Linked DNA regions of Mus musculus: regions 2, 3 and 4 are each linked to region 1. Evidence: chromatin contacts called from public Hi-C and HiChIP or PLAC-seq data. All regions are on one chromosome and are shown on one strand. The core of a region is the stretch at or near the end of the contact, and the rest is flanking DNA. Distances in the headings are between cores, read along the strand shown. Region 1 has its middle 100 kb from the start of Opa1. Region 2 has its middle 17 kb from the start of Gm33330. Region 3 holds the start of Lrrc15 (leucine rich repeat containing 15). Region 4 holds the start of Gp5 (glycoprotein 5 (platelet)).

Region 1 (4,843 bases), core at 662-3,161:
ATCAAGTTGTATTGAGGCTGCGTGGGATGAGAGGAGAGTCTGTGCGGTTGGGCTTGTGTGAAGCCACTGAGGTCCCACCCCTGACCCACGGCAACCCGTTGGTCCAAGGTCTGCCACAGCATGATATGGAAAAAAAAAAAAAAGGAGCTAGCACGGGCCACACCACCAGGGTCTCACACAGCATACATCTTGGGGTTCTTACTGGACCCACAGTAGCTGACAGATGTCAAAGCAGAGTCACGGGGTCCCAGAGCTGCCTATTTTCCAGGGATGGGGACAGCTAGGAGCCACAAACTTCATTCTGTGATAATACACCTAGTATTATCAAAGAGATAGAGGTCCAGGCCGCCTCAGCCTTAAAAATGTGTATTTTACATCCCTCCCACCATCTCCATGCAAGGAACCATTCCAGTATCATATACTCATAAGAATGCAACAGAAGGCTTAGCACCCTGCTTCTTTCTCCAAAACATCAAAGGCTCCATCTACTCACGCAGATGGTCACTGATGTCTGCCTTGACTTTCCCATCCAAACTGACTGCACACGCTTCCTCTAGCACAGCTGTCCATTTCACACACCAGTGTGCTCAGTTCTCTTTTAGAACTCTTCTTCCCACAGAACTGTGCCCCAGCCATGACACCAGAAAGACCGTAGTTTTGTATATATGTGAATTGTGAATATGTGTCATACGTGTGTGTGTGTGTTCACGTACATTATCTTGCTATGTGAATTGTCAAATTAGTTCCCACGTTTTGGCAGGAATGCCTTAGGAAGTGACACTTCCCAGAATTATATGTACATATGTTTTTTTTTTTTAATTTTTTGGATAGGCTCTTACTATGTAGTTTGCGCTAGTCTAGAACTTACCATGCGGACCTAGAACTCACAGATCTGTCGCTGCCTCCCAGAGTAAGGCATCTCAGACACCACTCTGGAGGGATACTTGCTCCCTTAGGGCAGTGTTTCTCAGCCTATGGATGGAGACCCCTTTGGGAGTCCCCTTTCACGGAGGGGGGGGTGCCTAAGACCATTGGAAAACACAAATATTTATATTACAATCCGAAATAGTAGCAAATTTACAGCTATAAAGTAGCAACGAAAATACGTTTTTGATTGGGGTTACCACAACATGAACAACTGTGTTAAAGGGATGACGCTTTAGGAAAGCGGACACCCACAGACCTAGGGTGGTGGGCAGGTAAACAGAATCGGCAAAACACCACACGAGAGAATGCAGCAAAACGTGATGGAGACCGGGAGATAGGGGCTGAAAATTACCGAAAGCAGCGGGTCTAGGCAGGTTACTCTCAGAGACATGGAGATAGAGAAATATGGTGGAGGCAGTAGGAGTGGACAAGGTCTCCAGGAAGAGAGTTGTTGATGAGTGGCAGGGGTCAAGGGACAAAGGAAGGCAAGCTCTCCGCAGGTGGCCCAGGAAACAAGGAGAACAGGGAAAGGGAAAGGGAGACACGCCCCCCAGCCTAGGGCTCCACCCCTCCTCTGGTTCTGACGTCACTAAGGCCTGCTCCACATGAGGCTTCAGATTTAAGATGTTCACCTGTTCCTGAGCTTGCAATTTTATTAAGAGGGAATTTGAAAATTCAGGATTTCTTCGATGGAAAATATGGGGTTTTTAAGACTCTGCACGATTTCTATTGGGTGGAAGAGGAAGTCCCAGCTTTTGCTACAAACCAACCTAGCGCTGGCGATGAACTCATTGTAACCCCAGAAAAAGAAGCAAGCGAAGCTGGCATGTCAGTGTCCTCTGCATTCTTTATGGCCAGACAGGTTTTCCATGGCTGGAGCCCACGACGCTTCCTGCCAGGCTCCCCCGCTGCTGGGAACCACTCAGACCTGGAAGGAGTCTGTGTAGTTAGGTGCTGCCGGAAGGAGCTGTGGAGACAGCGTGACCCTCAACTCTGCTATGGAGAGCCAAGTCCCTCTGCATGCCGCTGAGACTCTCCTTATGGGGCAATCACAGCCCTCACAATGCCCAGGAAGGAGCTATTGAGATTTAATTGTGCAAACCACGTGGCTGGTGGGAAGGACTGGGGAGGGGGCTCAAGGGGCTTCTTTCTCCTTGCTTTCATTTCTTTTTTTCTCCCTCTCTTTCTTTTTTTTACTCTTTCCCCCCTGACTGATAGAATAAAAAGAAGCGATGTGCCTGTCTGTTTCGGCTTGGGGACTTTCTTAGGGTTCTCTGTGTAGCATTATTTGAAAAAAACAAAACCCCCAAACAAAACACAGTTGTATGAACACAAAAGTCTAACTCCACGGTTGAAATCTCCTTTTCCATTCCCAGAGACAGTTTCCCAAATGAACCCCAGCTTGTCCCTGCAGACAATGGAGTCCCCTGGGAGCTGCACGTGATCAGACGAGTGAGTGAGAGGCCCGCAGGTCAGTGGCTGGGTCTCTGTGACCTCTCCTCTCTCTGAATGGGGGAGGCTGGCTTTCTGTTTTGAGGCGGTGTCTCCTGTGATCAGCTGCGATGCCAAATGCTCGCTGCTCAGGACAGGGGCATGATGGTGCTCCCAAAGCCAGGCATCGTTTTTTTCTGTGTATCCGTTCTTCTCTGTATGCCCGTGAGAGGCCTCCCTGGTACCCAGTACAAACACGGGAGGGGTGGGGATGGGGGGAGAGGAGTGAGAAAAAGAGGGTAGACACGTTTGCTGAACAAACACGAACAGGCGTGTGCTCGTGTGTGTGTGTGTGTGTGTGTGTGTGTGTGTGTGTGTGTGTGTGCTCCTGTATTTTTAGATCCATCTCTAAAATAATACAATCTCTCAGCTCAGAAAACAGAGCCTGGCTCTAGGATGTGGAACTGAGGTTCGTTGCTCCCTAGGATCTCTGAGGTACTCCACAATTACAGGGACATTTTGGGAGCACTTGCCCAGCAGTAAATGAACCAGGGGACCAATTCATAAGTATGGGGAAGGGGTTGGCAGTACCCACCAAAGGTCTTTCTTGATTCTGTGGCAAGTCACCCTCTCAAGTCAAATCTCTTATCTGTCCCCCTGGTGCTGCTGCTCAAGGTTGTAGTTGGGCTGACAGGCTACCAAGGAACAGAGAACAAACCGGAAGTACAAGTCCTTTGTTCTAGAGCTATTGAGAGGAGCAAAGCTTGGACCAAAACAGGTTTGGAAGGATAGACTGGGAAGTGCTGCCACCAGAGCTGCACTGGGAAGTGCTTGCTGCCCCTTGCCTGCTTGGCAGGTTCCCAGGGGCAACAAAAGCCATGCTAACGTGTAAGGATTCTGAAAGAATGGTACCAAATGGTACCCCCGACTCAAATTGTATGTAAACGAAAAGAGAGTTTTATTCTGCAGAAGTCCAGCATGCTGAGATCTCTCTTTACCAAGACAGAGAAACACCCAGAGGGAATTCCAGGGTAGGTGACATCTGTGTTAATCTGTTGGGTCTATCTTTAAGGACATTCCATTACTGGAATGTGGGAGCTAGAAACTTGCTGGGGAGGTCTGGAAACTGTTGCTGAGGAAGTAGCTGAGGAAGTCTGGAAACTGCCGCTGACCCATTGGCCTTGCCTCAGGCCAGGTGGCAGGGCAGCTTCTGAGGCCAGGACTTGTTTGGAATTGCCCAGTTCTTGGAAACAGAGATTTAGGCCTAGTTCTCTTTAACTACCAATTTGAAGCCTGTCATGGAGTCAGCCTAGCCTTCTCACTATCAGATGACATTCGCCTTCTCCTAACATTAATAAAGTGGGTGCAGAATGTTAGCTCAACCCTCCCTCATGTTAGTGGTTGCTGACAAAAAAATCCAAGTTCCCCAGTGGCTGAAGACTTGGTCTAGCCCAACCCCTGCAAGATGATAAGACGCACTATATCAGCCTCCTGGGATGGCCTAAAGGCTTGGTTGGCTCTTATGGGTTTAGGAGGACTTTTAAATGACAGATTTGAGAATCCCCATCAATTGTGGATCTTGAATTTCATTCCAAAATGAGCTTAGTGTGTTTCCTTTGATGATCTCTGATACCTGAACTTATGTAAGAATGAATTAGCAGTCAGCAGAGACTCAGGCATCAGGATCTGCCTCGCATAAGCCCTCCCCCATTCCCACCAGCCCACCTAGCTGCCTTAAATGCCACCATGAGAGGGGCAATGCCTCTGGCCCCCTTGGAAGCTAATGAGCCCAAGATTGAAGCCAGTATCTGTGGCTGTCACTAGACACCTGGAACTGAGCAGGACAATCCATATTTAAGGCCATTCTGAAGCCTGAAAATGTTTACTTTGTACATATTGGATAGCCTTCAGTTTAGTACATACCTTACAGGCGTCCCATGTACTCCTTAGTTGCTGCACAGAGAAGTGCCACCTAATAATCAGTGTCATCTAACATCAGTATACTGCTTATAGTGTCAAGAATAGGCAGGGACACTAATAATTCACATTTCTTAGTACCTTTCAAATACTCTACACAGTTTGTCTCTATGGCATTGAGGAAGTCTACAAAGTAGGTATCATTGTTCCCATTATTACGGAGAGAAAGAGAGAAGGTCTGATTCTGACCTCAGGAAGGAGGCTCTGGATGCTTTCCACCAAAAACCACCCAAGGGGCTCATTGGTTAAGAATAGTTGCCGTTCTTGCAGAGACCCACGTTCTCTTCCCAGTACACATGGTGGCTCACAATCATCACATCACTCTAGAACCAGGGGGATCTGATATCCTCTTCTGGATTTCATGGGAACCAGGCACACTTATAGTACAGCTATATACATGCAAGCAAATACTTATACACATAAAAGTAAATAAATCTTACACACACATACACACACACACACCATATGCACCACCATCCATACCCACAATTCACACACACACACACAC
Region 2 (5,073 bases), core at 1,293-3,792, 550 kb after region 1:
TTACTTTTACTTTCAACTCTGCCATGCAATTAACATATTTTCCATACTAGTTATTGATCATCGTTGTTCCCCCAACCCCAACAGAGACAGGCCATGAGGGAAGGGAGGACCTGCCTTGGCCACCTCCAAATTGCATGAGCCTGAAGCAGGCTCAACTACTTGTTTCAAACAACTGCCTGAACGAGGTACTGAAGGTATTGCAGGTGACCAGAGACCCACATTGCCAGAAACCCTGGTCCAGGAAGTGTGGTGAGCTTTGGGACTAGCCAGACGAAACCTGCGCACTCAGAGCCGGTTCCTCCTCCCTCAGCAGCTGCAGGCAAAGACCCGCAGGCGTGGCTGAGGACGACCACTTAGATTTGAGGCTTCCTGTCAGACTTGCATGCCGCAGGCTAAGCATTCTTCCCCCCAAATCCCAGAGAGTAGGTCCCATGGACTCTTGTCACCTCTACCTGTAGGGACTTAGAATGTGGGAAATGTGATTGAAAAGAACCATGACTTTCTGGTGGGGTTTCTGGTATAGATGAATAAGATTACAGGGTTTCCTTTCTCTGGGAAAGAAGAGGAGGAGGAGGAGGAGGAGGAGGAGGAGGAGGAGGAGGAGGAGGAGGAGGAGGAGGAGGAGGAGGAGGAGGAGGAGAGAAACAACAACAACAACTTGGGAGCAGAAAGACACAACTGAAAATGTCCATGCAAAGTCTCAACAAGACATGGCAACACAAACAAAAAGGGAAGGAGCAGGGTCCAAGCATCCATCCATCCATCCATATGGAAGAACAATAGTGAAGACAACCTGGTTCACCGTCCAGTGCCTGCATCCAAGCTCCAGCTGTGCTGCTAATTGTCCCATGACCTTGAGCTAGCCCCTCTCCTGCTCTTCTCTCAGTTACCAGCATACCTCCCCCACACACACACTCTCACAGAGCTCCGTCCACCCGAGCTATTCTTTTAGAGCTCTGGTTTCCACCTAGGCTTTGGCCAGACATATGGCCAAGCCAGCAGGAGGGGGGGGGGAACGGACGGGGACGGACACTTGTCCCAACTGGTGGCTGCCCAAATTTTCCTGTCTATCCTCTAGCCCCACCTGAGAGCCCCATTCAGGGCCCCATTAGAGGGAGCAGGACTCGTTCTGACACAGCATATCTATACTTCCCCCATCAAGTCCCCCAGCCCTCCCCCTTATGTCTGATGAGTGATTCCCCTCTGAACCCGTAGGCCTGTTTTCTGCCCACAGCCCAGGCCCAGTCTCTGACACCCTGGGCTCTGTGATGATATTGCTCATTTGGATTCTAGGAGGGACGGCTGCTCTTCAAATTAAACTAGTTCCCTCTGGACCCCTGCCACCACTGCCTCGCTGCTAGGAAGTGTCCACTGGCCCTAGGGAGAGCTTTGAACAATTCTGTAGAAACGTGGAACCTGCCAGGAATCAGCTATGTGGCTCGAGGGGGTCCCTTCTAACCTCTTTGGCCTCAGTTTCCCCTGGACTGGAGTGGCTCCTGCCAACTGCCTGGGAATAAGGACCTGAATCTAGGTAGGTAGCAGAGGCTTCAAAGAAGGAAACCAAGCCCTGGAAATGAGAGCTGGGGTCAGGAAAGAAGCACACAGTCTCTCCAATTGCCCTTCCTCTTCTGTCCCCTCAGAAGTAGGCTCTGAAGAAGCTGGCAGGGCAAGGCAGCCATCAGACCAGGGATGGGCAAGCTTCTTTTACTCACATGGCTTGTCTCCAGATGAGGCCTCGCACCAGGGAAGGCAGAATATCAAACAGATGGGAAAGTGGGTGGGATGAAATATGAAGTGGATTATTTATGATAAAGGTCACTGCCTGTGGGGAAAGCCCCCCTGGGCGGGGGTGATGTATCCAGCTAGCTAAGAAGCTAAACAAGGGACTCTCCTTTCCAGAATAAAGCCTCATCCTTAAAAATAGAACACCCCCCCCCACACACACACACACACAGAGCCATTAAAACTCAGAAGCAACTCTCTGCTCCCTACCCCCATAGACGTCGAAAGTCCCTTACAAACGGCCCTGCTTTATGTGTCACAAAGTCAGAGGCAAACCCTGTGTATGAAAACGTTTATTATGAAGACCCACAGAGCTCAACTAAGGGCAGAAAGAAGAGAGAAAGAAACCATGAGAGAGAATGACAGGAGCTGGATTCTGGAGCTGATCAGCAGGTCCCTTGGCTTGGGGAACTTGCCGGGATCCTCGGAAAGAGACAAGGAACCCAGTGAGGTGACGTTGGGACAGGCAGAGAGTGTCAGGGAGCAGCCGCAGGGGTGAACCCGAGTCCCGAAGGAGGCAGAGAACAAAGTGGAGTAAAGGAACCTGTGCCGAGTGGTTGCAGGCGTTCCCCCAACACCAGCACATCTAACGTCAGGCGCGACTAGGCAGCCGCCAGCATTAATTAGGTACAGATGCAGGCACAGGGCAAGCCTCGGCCAGGAGCCGCTCCCGGAGGCGCGCCCCCCAGGCGCAGCCGCCACCTCCGCAGCCCGGACCAGCAGCCGCCCGGAGCGCGGAGTTTTCCCCGTGGCGCCACAGCGCCCCCTCATGGTAGTCTCAGGCAGAGCGGCTTCAGAGAACGGCAGACTCTCAGCCTGGAAGCCAGTACCTTCAGTACATCTCATACTCATTCGGAGTGTTTAAAAATCCTGATGCCTCCACGTTGGCATCCCGTGTTTATTAAATTTGAATATGAGAGCTTGACTTAGGCACCAGGGCTTCAAAAACTCTCTGCAGGAATTTCCAGTCCTTAGTCAAGTTCAGAATCAGCTGTCCTAAAGCGGTAGTTTTGAACTTGATGGGTATTGAAACAACCTCGGAGACAGCGTAAGGACAGATTGCTGGTCGATACCCCAGAGTTTCTGATCCCATGGATCTGTGGTTGGGTCTTGTGAGTCAGCTTTTCATTTCCCAGGGTATAAACAGGACTGGCAGGGATTGAGCACTGACTGGGAGATCGCTAGAAATTCAGGCTTAAAGGCCACCTTCCACCGGCTTAATCACAATCTGTTTGGCACACACGAACGAATCCTCTGATATCAAGGCTGAGAAGTGTTATTTTAAGCACTCTTTGGTCAGATTTCACACAGCAGATTTCTCACCCTCCCCAAGAGTGCTGAATCAGAGGGCAGGATAGGATGTCCCACATCCAATTATCTTGCATCCCGGATGGGAGAAACTGAGACCCAGAGGATGAAAGGATGCCCCAGAACCTGGGTTCCGGGGTGACCTATCATCCCCTGTGGGCTTTGATCTGTCTCCTCCACAAGTCAGGCAGCCAACTGTCAAGAGATACTACTGCCTGGTCTCTGCTCTGTGTCATAGGAGGGGCCGAAGAAGCAAGCAGAGAAAGAGGAAAATGGCAGCAGAGGTTGGGAGGACCTGTCAGCTTCTGACCCTCAGTGCTGAGACTCTCGGCAATCACCTGCTCGTAATTATCTGTCTGAATTCTCAGGAGCGGATTAGAAGCCTATATTATGAACTGACGAAAAGTCTGTAGCACTGTCCCCAACGTGGGTCTAGAAGCAGCACATGGTGGTCTCCATCTTCTTTGTTGATGTCGTCCAGTTATTTGGCAAAGCACTGAGTGGCCGGTGAGGTTGTTCAGGCCTAGGGACAATACTGACTGCAAATAGAAATTTGAGGAGTGCATGATGAGAACTTTTGGTGGCCATTATTTGTTTATGTTTCTATTTTAATTGTTTTACTTATACACTTTTCATCCTGCTCACTGCCTCCTTCCCGGGCACTTCCTCCCATAATCCCCTTCCCTTTCTCCTCTGAGTTGGTAGGGTGCCCTAGGTATCCACCAACCTGGCACATCAAGTCTCTGTGAAGCTAGGTGCATCCTCTCCCACCCAGAAAAGACAGGGTGGTCATTATTCTTGTGGGTATACAGAGACATGTAATAGTCCTGTTTTGACCATAGTTTAGAGTCCATGTAAGAAGCTAAATAAACACATAAATACATGAGAAATAACATCACATGTCTGGAGAGTTCAGTGTTCACAAAGGAACAGGTATGGTTGAGGGGAAGGCGTTTATTGTAGATGTGAGGGAGAGAACAGCAAGAGGCATCTGGGAGAGTCCAGAGCAGGGAGAGAATATGGTGCACTGAACATAGCCAGCAGACAATGGCCATGGGAGGAGTGGGGGATGGGGAAGAGAAGAGAGGCAGGCAAAGGAGACTGAGAGAGAGAAGACCAAGAGTGGAGCAGGCAAAGAGAGCACCAAGAAAGCATGGTCAAAATGGTGGAGGCTGTACAGGAATGGGAAGCTAGGGAACGGGGTGGAGAGCTTTAGGGTAGGGGACGGGGTGAGAAGAACAGAGAGGAGCCCCAGGTACTGAGGGAGACTTGCACTCATCTCTACATGCTTTGTTCTCTTGGTTGCTCTCTGTCTCTGCTTCTCCCTCTTCCTCCCCCCACCCCCTCCCGCACCCTCACTCCTCTCATGGCCCAGATCTGTGGTTAAAGTATTCCTCATGGTCTGTGCCCACTTAACTATTTTGGATGACCATATTTAACATTCTCTATTCATTTCCATTTTCTCCAAAAAAAGCTCTGAGCAAATAATTATTTTTTTAAGAATTTATTTTATGTGTGAGTGTGCATGGTGTGTGTGTGTGTGTGTGTGTGTGTGTGTGTGTGTGTGTGTACTTTCCCCACACTGTGTAGGTGCATCACATGCATGCTAGGTACTTGCAGAAGGCATCAGATCCGCTGGAACTGGAGTTACAGGCAGCTAGTTTGGAGCCATCACACAGGTGCCAGAAATGGAACCCAGGTCTTCTGCAAGAGCCGCAAGTGCTCTTAACTGCTAAGTCATCTCTCCAGCTCCCAAATGATCGATTTTCCTGTTAAGTCAAAACAGAGTGGGTATTTGCTTTCTTGGGGGCCTTGCTCTTTTGTATTCCCAGCTACACTGCCCTGTTATCTGCCTTACAAAAAGCAAAACCACTGAGTTGAACATTAACCAAAATGACTGAGAATGGGGCAAAATGCACAGTCCTGGCCTAGGCGACCAAAACCCCCTAACCCGAGTTGACTGTTCAAACAGGAAGAAATCCT
Region 3 (4,872 bases), core at 1,380-3,879, 600 kb after region 1:
GGGCCTGGTGGACCTCTGAACCTCATCATAACGCTACTACAGAGCTATGTCTCAGGCAGTAGGTGGGGGGAGGGGGAGGAGCCAGCCTTGCCCCTCCCCTAGCCTGATTGGCTCATGTAATCACCCTCCACCTACCCAGCATTATTAGCTACACCCAAGTTGGGCCCCCAACTCATTCTGCAGGCAACTTTATCCTCTGAGGCTGCCCTGATGGTGTGTTGTTTAGCGTCACGGGAGTAAGCTGGAAGAAGGGAGAGAAGGTTCAGAGGGGGTGGGGGGAGGGGCACCAGGAGGGTTGAGCCTGGAAAACACAGCCCATGACTTGGGACTTCTCTACTCCAGACACAAAGCACCCTTAAATCCCTGGACAGGACCTTCACAGCCTCATCCTCCCCGGGGCCTTCAAAAATCCTTGTTTTGCTTTTTAAAATAAGAAAAGAGCAGCCCCTCCCCAGGCCCTCTGTGGGAACCCTCCCAAGCCTGGGGCAAGCCTAGCCCGGCTTCCTGCAGAGGCCAGAGCAGGGCTGTAATTTGCTTCCAAGAGCTATAAGAGTTGTAACTGCCCAGCACAACAGCAGGAGTTGTGTCTGAAGTGGGGACTTTCATAAGAAGCCAGAGTCTCTTTTGAAACTCAGTCTACAGAGACCACTTCTCAGTGGAGCACCTTAGGTCTGAGAGGGAAATGGTATGGTCTCTGTTTAGCCCCGTGCTCCACAGCCGAGGCAGGCACTGGAACCTGCAGCTTCAGGGGTTCTTCTGAAGTCTGGAGGCAGGGAGGCAAATTGTCATCTGTAATCACAGCCTTGGCGTGTTCGCTGGCAGGACAAGCCCTGGGCAGTGCGTCTCCCATCTCTCTCTCTCATCTCTGCACATCTGGATCTACTTCCACTTCAGGCTTCACATCCTCCATTGACAGAGCTAATCTGGGTAGTGTCCCCAAGCCCCGGGAGGAACCTTCCTATACTTGCTGTGGGGTCTTCTCAGAGCTCTTCCTGGCCACGACCCTCTCAACATGCCTTCCCTGTCACAGTTGTTGCTGAGCCCAGCAGCTGACTCATGACCACAGGCAAATTGAACTGTCTGGTCCTGAATCTACTCCAGATGTTCAGGCGATGCAGAAAAAGAGACCTGCTTAAGGAATTTCCAAGTCACAGAGCAGGGACACCCACACATCCGAGAGCTGCCTGCAATGGGTAGTGCCAGCTAGAAATCCCTGGCAGGCAATGCTCAGCACCTTGAGTTCTTGTGTTATCTCAGCAGTCACGGTCTGCCCTAGGGTAGTGCATTTGGCCCTAAAGGTAGAGCCGCTCAGGTTGGAGGGTCCCGAAGGCTCTCCTTTTCCACAGCTCACTCCTCTTCATTTTGGGCAGAGACACAGATAAGGGGTGAGATTAAAACCCACCCAGTTTGTGCGTGGTAGTATATGCCTTTAATCCTAGCACTTGGGAAGTAGGGTAAGAGGATCTCTGTGAGTTTGGGGCCAGCCTGGTCTACATAGTGGGACCCTGTCTTAAAACCAAACAAAACAAACTCACCTAGTCAGCTGTGGTTATAGCTAAGTAGTAGACTGCTTGTTTAGCATGCTTGAGATCCTGAGTTTGATCCTCAGCACCAAAATACATACAAATAAACATACATACATACATACATACATACATACATACATACATACATACCGACACCTGATTTTTTTTCTTGGTTTTTCGAGACAGGGTTTCTCTGTATAGCCCTGGCTGTCCTGGAACTCACTTTGTAGACCAGGCTGGCCTTGAACTCAGAAATCTGCCTGCCTCTGCCTCCTAAATGCTGGGATTAAAGGCGTGCGCCACCACGACCAGCGAGACACCTGATTCTTATCACAAACCTACCTCCAGCATCTCCCTCCCAAAGGCATCAGCCCTGGACCCTGTGACACATCTAGATGATCAGAATGGGATCATCTAAGCTACACACAGAGTTAGAACCTGGACACTTAAAACTTCAACTGGGTTCCAAATTGGCACTCCTGACTAGAGACTGCATATCCGCCTGAGTCCAGCAGTATAAATGTAACACTGTAAATCTACCACAAGTAGAGGGCCGATTTCTCCCAGGCAGAAACCTTGTGAGTTCACCATCCTGGACAGATCTATATGCAGAGTCCCCTTTAAGTGGCTACCTCTGTAGGCTCAATGGAAATGATACAGGTTCCAACAGCCAGAACCTTAGAGAAACTCCTGCCCTTGTGGATCTGGTCTCCCGGAGTAGGTAAACCGGGTGCTTCAGTTAACTTTCAACCAATTTCCTGCAGGTCAAAAGCTCTCCCCGCTGCACTCCAGGCTCACTTCACAGACCATAAAGTCAAGGAAAGCGAAACAGGGCATCAAGATTCACAGCTAGACACTAGGACCGGCTCACCCAGCTCCTGCGCGGGCTGGACCAGTCCAGGTCCTCAGAGCATCCCAGGCACGCGCCAGCCCTGCTCCTTGTAGAGTCTCGGGATCCTATCGTCAACCGGGATGTGGGGCGCGGCCGGGATGGGGGGTGGGCGGGCACCCACTTACCAGCAGCTCCACGAGGCTGCCGGGTCAATAAGAAGGAGGCGGCGAGGAGAGGAGGCGGAGGACCGGACCGGCTCAAGACTGCAGCATGAGTGAGGGCCTTCTGGGTCCTCCCTGTCATTTAAACAGCCCCTCGTGAGTCACCGCACGGGGCAGTGTCGGCCTGCGGGGCGGGGCAACCTCTGGGAGCATCATCAGGGAATTGTGTTCAAGTTGAAGGGGCGTTCATCGACTGCACTTGAAAATAAGTTTCTTCTTTGCCTCTCCTTCCCCATCTCCTTCGGACTCGCTGTGTCCAGTGTGACACTGGAAAGGGGTTTTCTGCCACCGCAGTAGGACTGAGTAACTGGGACCCAGCTCTTGCCTTAGGCACCAGTTCAGGTTGTGATTGAAGTCGGGCTTTCTGTGACCTTTTAGTCCACTCTCTGCTTCCTTCTCCATCCCCCTTCCTTTTCTCCCCCAGCCCCGAATTCTAAAATTTGTATATAGAAATAACTCCAATTTTAGAGAAAATATGCAAGAACATTATAAGGCACACTCGAATGTGTCATCCAATTCAGCCACTGCTAATATTTTGGAAAAGGCATTTAAGTTCTTAGGAAAAATATAGTTCCCTCCACCATATCTCTTTTAAAAGTAGCATTTCATGTCCCTCCGAGGTTATCTTCTGTACCTATGCTGCTGCTCCTGGGTGCGTGCAGGATATGTTCCTGGGCTGTGAAGGTGGTGACTGAGAACGAGGGCTTGTCTGCCTTTCACCTCTGTACCACAGCATGCCCTGATTCCCTACCTTCCCACGGTCCCTACCCCAGTAGGAAACCAGGAGACCATGCTGGTTCTATTCAAAGTGTCCCAGAGAGAGCCGGAGGAAGAGGGTAGAGGAGTCACGGCTGGGGAGGGGGCCGTCAGACCTCTGCTTAACAAAGCATTTAAAGGTTGTAGCTGCCTTGGCTCCGTTTACCTTCTCCGCCTAGTGGCCAGAACAATGCCTGCACCCACCGGGCAGCTCCTGGAATGCGAGAGCCTTAATTAATGTTTGCAGGGCGCTTTGAGATCTGCGATGAAAGGAGAGACATAAAAGTGCAGTGTTATTACTGAGACAGTCACTTGGTGGCTTACCGTGGTCAAGCCCTGCTGCCTGAATCATGCCTTGCCGGTGTCACCATGAATCACAGCCAGAAACAAAAGTGCTCTGGCTATTAACCGAGGAGAGCGCTGCCGCCACACCCCAGTCCCAGCTCCCCCACCTTAGCATCCTATCCCACTACGATTCCACAGAAGAGCATCTTCCTTCTTGCTGTCAACCTTTGGAGCCTCCGCATCTTTTGTTTGTTTGTTTTTTGTTTTTGTTTTTGTTTTTGTTTTTTTGAGACAGGGTTTCTCTGTGTAGCCCTGGCTGTCCTGACCAGGCTGGCTTCAAACTCAGAAATCCACCTACCTCTGCCTTCCAAGTGCTGGGATTAAAGGCGTGTGCCACCACTGCCGGCGGCGTGGTCTCCTGGTTTCCTACTGGGGTAGGGACCGTGGGAAGGTAGGAATCAGGCATGCTCAGGTTGTGGTACAGAGGTGAAAGGTAGACAAGCCCTCGTTCTCAGCCTCTACATTTTGAACCCAGGGCCATCAACTTCCCACCCATGGACCTCCAAAAATAAGACTATTTCCCTTGTCCTGTATTCTTCCTTCATTTCCTACACACAGTTACTGCGCTAGGCTGTCGTTACTGTGCTGGGAAGTCAACACTGGGAACATTTAAGGATGGCCATTCACAGAGCACAGCTGTAAGATGGGTGTCCTGAAGGACCTGTACCACAGTTCCGTATTGCTTTCTCTACATCTTACCTTTCCATCATGTCACAGCGATGGTCAGAGCTAGGTGACACCTTCTGTGGAGTTTCCCAGTGTTTTGCAGGATAAGACGGCATCATAGACACAAGCGGTGAAAGCCAAAAGTATCCCTAGACATTGCCAAATGTCCCCTTCTGTTGGGAAGGGTGGAAGCGAGCTATTGGTCTATCAGTAGTTCTCCATACTGCAAATGAAGAAATTATCTCCAATGCAAGGCCCAAGCCAGTGCTGATTCCCCAAGGCCACACACAAAGGGGCAGAGCCAGAATCCAAATCTGTGGGTTCTTTGAGACTAAGAGCCCAGACAGTCATGATTGCAGTGAGTAAAAACTCCTCTATTTTGACAGGCTGTGCTGGGGGACAGGGGACTGTGAACAGATTGGGGGGTGTTATAAAGAACACAACAGTCCTTGGGCGTAAGGGGAGAAGCATTTGCAGGCATGGTGAATCAGGAAAACCATGAAGGCAGAGCAAGGAAGGGCACTCG
Region 4 (4,613 bases), core at 1,254-3,753, 630 kb after region 1:
AGAATATAAAGACCCCAGTAGAGCCTGTTATTGGGACTTTCACCCCTGGCCACCAGCTGGGCCCACGTCTGGGACTGCCAGCTGTTAGGCAGCCAGGACGGAACCGGGGCTTCCAGAGCATTTTCGGTTGGAGGGTCGAGAGGCAGGCTGCGAGGATCCGGGCACCACGGGTCACCCTGCAGCAGCTCCCAGAACGACAGGCTGGCGCGTGGCTCCGGGCCACGGCACTGCGGGGGCTCGTCTCGGCCCAGGATGTCCGGGTGATGCCGCAGCCACTGGAGGAAGGGCCACAGGCCACAGTCGCAGAGCCAGGGGTTGTGACCCAGCAGGACCTGGGTCAGCTGGGGCAGAGCCGCGAACACGTCTCCTGGCAGCGTCTCCAGCTGGTTGTGCTCTAGCTGCACGCTCTCGAGGCTGCTGAGGTTGCGGAAGAGCGTGCGGGGCAGGGCCCGCAGCCGGTTGTGGCGCAGCGACACCTGGCGCAGGTGCCCGAGGCCGCGCAGCGCGTCGTCCCGCAGCTCCGCCAGGGCGTTGGTGTGCAGCGCGAGCACGCGCAGCTCCCGTAGGCCCTGGAACACGCCGCGCGGGAGCGCGCTCAGGCGCGGGTTCCGCGTCAGCCCCAGCGTCTGCAAGCCGCTCAGGTTGCGGAAGGCAGCGGCGGGCAGCGTGCTCAGGTGGGTGCCGTTCAGCCACAGCTCCCGCAGGCCGGCCATCTCCCCGAACAACACGTCCGGGAGCTCCTCCAGGGGGTTCTCGAACAGAGTCAGCCGAGACACGCTGCTCACGTGAAGGAAGAGCGCGGGCGGCAGAGACTCCAGGAGGTTTCCGGATAGAGTCAAGGAGCTCAGGTTTCCGAGGCGGTCGAAGGCACCCGGGGCTACGGAGCGGAGGTGATTCCGCTCCAGCCGCAGCTCAGTCAGGGCGCCCAGGTTGCTCAGCAGCCCCGAATCCACAGACGTGAGCTGGTTTGAATAGAGCAGCAGTTTCTCAAGCTTAACTTGAGCCCCAAGCAGTCCCTTGGGCAGGTGGGTCAGGTTGTTTCGCGATAAATCCAACAACTTCAGTTCTCTCAGGCTCGAGAAAAGGTTAGCAGGAAGAAAAGAGAGCTGATTCTGGTTCAAACCGAGCTCCTGAAGGTTACGCAGTTGCTGAAACAGGTTTTGATCAAGGTCCCTTAGTGCATTGTGGTCCAAGAACAGCTGTTCCAAGAGTACCATCTTATCCAGGATCGCACGTGGAAGACGAGAGATTTTGTTGCGCGTCAACCTGAGGGTTTTCAGTTTTACCAGGTCATTGAAGGTGCCGGGGTCGATGGCGGAAATGTGGCTATCTGAGAGCATCAGGCGCTGAAGGACTGTCATGCCGCTGAAGCTGTGGTTCCGCAATATGCCCTGGTCCATTCGGAAGAGCAGGATGTGTGTGAGGTTCGTAGGCAGACCTAGCTCAGCGATGTGAGCCACGCTGCCGCCCGAGCACTGCGCGGCATCGCGGACCACACACTTGCAGGTTTTGGGGCAGGGAAAAGGTTGGGCACGCAAGAGTGCGAGCACCGCGGACAGCAGGGCGCTTCTTAGCATGTCTGAAATGCAAGAGCAAAAACAAGGCTCAGAGCATATCCTGGAGCCCTGCACGCACTGCTGCAAGCACAGTTTTTGGGCCAGCACTCTCACGGCCTTGGAACGCTCAGATACAACCAAGTCTTCCTCTATCTTACAAAGGCTGATTAAAAAAAAATTACTTTTCTATTCAGCATATGTGGGTATTGGAGAGTAGATCAGTCTTACAGGTTCCCATTTTTATCCAGTCAGCCATCTCCCCGGTTCTGTTTAGAGCATTGACATTTGGGCATTTTCAAGCTACAGAATACCTTAAAATCGTTACAGAACGAATTAAAATTGCTACGGTCTTTTTCAGAGAATAGAAAGCAACGCCTCCTGGGACTGGCTGTGTCACTGACTTTAACAAGTTAAGCAGGGAGCTTTATCCCCAACAGTCAGCAAGAGAACCGCAGCAAGGCCCACTTCCACTAGATTCAATTTCTTACATATTTTCAAAGTACCAACACCCCACAACTCATTACACCGTTTTGTAACTCCCGGCCCGGAGCCCAGTGGTGCAGGTGATAATGCCCATTGCTTTATGCCATGCTTTTCTGAACTTTGCACTGTTACAGTAACACGAGTGCAGTAGGCTGGTCGCTCCAGTGTACATGAGGTTAATTTAAGTGTCACATAAGTAGCATTTGAAGATGTTTTTCTGACTCACACATTTAAATAATGAGCTACTGTTTGCTTATACACCAAGCTGCTTAATAAAACTACTCTGGGCATTGAGTTACCCAGGAAGCACACAGTAATACTAGTTTACTCTGTTTCCCAAGTAAAAATTTGTACTGTTTCTTGTACCAGGTCTCCTTCTGCCCCTATACAGACTGAGCCTCTAACTGCATACACTAATTTAAGAATATTTGGCCTTACCTGAAGCAGTTCTGCACCCTGGACTGACTGAAAGGCTTGCAGCTCTGCTTGTGACTTGGCACTTCAGAGAGGAAGAGGGAAGTATTCTTGCATCCTCAAGATAAAGACCTTACCAGATAAAAAGTCAAGAAAAAGACTATCTCCATAGGGCATATTCTAGGTTTTAATGACAAGAGCTTTCAAACTTTCAGAGTCCATAGTTAAAAGTCCTTTTGTAAAAGCTAGAGAGTAGAGGGCCTAAGTTTTCCCAGAAATAGCAGGCTGTCATTACATGGGCCACACTTTTGGTTTTTTTCCATGCTACATTGCACTAACTCATTCCTGTGCAGGAGTATGTGGGTGCATGTGGCAGTGCCTCACTTGTGGGTGTCAGAAAACTTTAGGCAATTGGTTCTCACCTTCCTCCACGTAGGTTCCCAAGGACTCACACCATGTCTTGGGAGGTATCTTTACCTGATGAGCCATCTCTTTTGCTCAACATTTTATTTCTTAAATAAGGCCAATGAATTCTCAAATGCCCGCCCCCAATGGTTGGTCTAGCCATTGTCAAACATGTTCAGTAATAGCATTGCTCAAGGGTTCGTGTTCAGTTTAACTTAATGTCAAACTGCCTACCACCGTGGTTGTATTGCCACAGTGCCACACTGTGTGTAAGAACTCCTGGTCTTCACGTCTCTGACCTGGACTTCAATCCTGGTCATTCAGATTGTTTCCATGATGCCTATTCCTTAGGCTTAGGCTCAGCCCAAAGAGCAAAATGGCATACCAATCTACCAACCTATGGTCTCAATATGCTTTATAACGTTGCATTTCTGTATAATGACAAACTTGATGTCTTTCTTTACAGTGAAGGGCCACCTGTTCTTCAGCTTCTGAGAAACTCGAGTTCCCCTTTTATGTCTATTTTTCTCTCAACAACTTGGCTATGTATATGTAGCTCATGCTAGCTTCAAATTTACAATCTTCTGGCCTTAGTGTCCTAGAGTTTGGGAATCACAAAGAATGCATCACAATGTCCAGCTGTGCTCATTTTTCCTATATGTAACTATAACATAGACATTCTTTATAAGTGCTATTATCTATTGGTTGTCAAGTCACAGATTATCAAGTAGATCCCTCCAAGGGGGAATACCCACCAATTCCTTTAAATGCTCTCACGCTGTTTCCCTTAGCATTCAGATCCAGGGGTACAGATCTCTTTGTATGTACCTAAGAGGCAGAGTTACGTTAAATATGCTTCTATCACTATTTTCCACTTTTCACCCACTTTAAGAACAAGATCCAGAGCCTGGGGAGATAGCTAGATAAGCAAAATGCTTGCCTTGTAAGCATGAAGACTCATTCAATCCCTGGAACTTCACAAGGGGAGCTAAGCACAGTAGGCAGAGGGATCCCTGGACCTTACTTCAAAAAGTCTGGCTGGCTCTGGTTTTCACCAAGCAGCAACCCCAGAGTCCCCAACTGCCATTCTGCTTGCAGTGTGCACCAGCCAGCCAGCTCTTCCCCCAACCAGTCCATCAAACTAAATAGCCAAGCTGCCTTCCTCTCAACCAGCCTCCCAGGCAAAAACAACGAAACCCCATCTACAGTGAAACTGTTTCTGAGAGAGCTAGCTGTAGCCACATAATCAAACAAGTGTGTAAGGATCCAGGAAAAAATATTGACATATTTAATTCATTAAAATTTTTTATTTTGAATAGCTTTAATCAAAAAGGATTTCATATGGTATTTACAATGCTGAATGTACAATTATGAATATCTACCTTTTTGACAAAAGGGTACCATTCTTGAGCAGCAATACAATTTTAAAAATATAAAGATGTGTCATTTCTGATATATAAAGTTACTTAAAAAAAATCCACGGTCTCAGGGAATTCACAAATTATAACAGGAAGTAACTTTTATTAATTTCATGTGCACATAATTACCAAATTGTAATACATTAAAAATACATGTAAATGCCCAGACTGTACAAAAGTTAATTCCCTATTTTGTTAAAAGTTCCCAGTAGCCTCCCACCATAAATATACAAAACCCTTTTAATTGATACAACAAAACTGCATGCATGAGATATTAGATGTTCTCTAAAGCTTGAAGTTGATCTTCACTGGATATGAATTTTTGCTGCTTTTGGAA

The links. A called contact is a pair of places that touch in the nucleus more often than the background predicts. HiChIP or PLAC-seq counts read pairs in DNA pulled down with a chosen protein or histone mark.
Region 2: a contact with region 1 is called in a Hi-C map of uterus, with 2.9 times the contacts expected there. The contact joins two enhancer-like sites. A contact is called at or near these places in 1 of 15 datasets of contacts at CTCF or cohesin (large pre-B cells), 2 of 484 Hi-C or Micro-C datasets (bone marrow-derived macrophages and uterus) and 10 of 115 datasets of contacts at active chromatin or transcription factors (bone marrow-derived macrophages, embryonic basal ganglia, embryonic midbrain and 3 more).
Region 3: an H3K27ac HiChIP or PLAC-seq map of embryonic stem cells shows a contact between it and region 1, with 3 times the contacts expected there. The contact joins the promoter of Lrrc15 here to the enhancer-like site in region 1. A contact is called at or near these places in 4 of 39 promoter capture datasets (the C10 cell line, cranial neural crest, embryonic stem cells and 1 more), 2 of 484 Hi-C or Micro-C datasets (bone marrow-derived macrophages and embryonic stem cells) and 8 of 115 datasets of contacts at active chromatin or transcription factors (embryonic basal ganglia, embryonic stem cells, forebrain and 3 more).
Region 4: an H3K4me3 HiChIP or PLAC-seq map of embryonic forebrain shows a contact between it and region 1, with 5 times the contacts expected there. The contact joins the promoter of Gp5 here to the enhancer-like site in region 1. A contact is called at or near these places in 6 of 39 promoter capture datasets (the 3T3-L1 cell line, cranial neural crest, liver and 2 more), 1 of 484 Hi-C or Micro-C datasets (nephron progenitors), 7 of 115 datasets of contacts at active chromatin or transcription factors (bone marrow-derived macrophages, embryonic basal ganglia, embryonic forebrain and 4 more) and 2 of 9 other capture datasets (liver and macrophages).

The regions. Positions count from the first base shown.
Region 1 is chr16:29,681,295-29,686,137 of GRCm38.p6, forward strand. No RefSeq gene overlaps it. Among named protein-coding and RNA genes, the nearest start is that of Opa1, 100 kb to the left of the region's middle. Within about 2 kb of position 1,912, at least 67 of the 459 cell types and tissues checked have an H3K27ac peak or open chromatin away from gene starts, as enhancers often do. A contact at or near this core is called in embryonic basal ganglia, embryonic forebrain, embryonic stem cells and 3 more, where this site is marked.
Region 2 is chr16:30,233,994-30,239,066 of GRCm38.p6, forward strand. No RefSeq gene overlaps it. Among named protein-coding and RNA genes, the nearest start is that of Gm33330, 17 kb to the right of the region's middle. Within about 2 kb of position 2,543, at least 118 of the 459 cell types and tissues checked have an H3K27ac peak or open chromatin away from gene starts, as enhancers often do. A contact at or near this core is called in uterus, where this site is marked.
Region 3 is chr16:30,280,625-30,285,496 of GRCm38.p6, forward strand. It overlaps Lrrc15 (leucine rich repeat containing 15), which reads right to left and starts at 2,630. Exons shown (of 2, transcript NM_028973.2): 1 at 2,544-2,630.
Region 4 is chr16:30,308,278-30,312,890 of GRCm38.p6, forward strand. It overlaps Gp5 (glycoprotein 5 (platelet)), which reads right to left and starts at 2,504. Exons shown (of 2, transcript NM_008148.4): 1 at 2,478-2,504; 2 at 1-1,579. The coding sequence starts at 1,577. It overlaps Atp13a3 (ATPase type 13A3), which reads right to left. Exons shown (of 34, transcript NM_001128096.1): 34 at 4,146-4,613.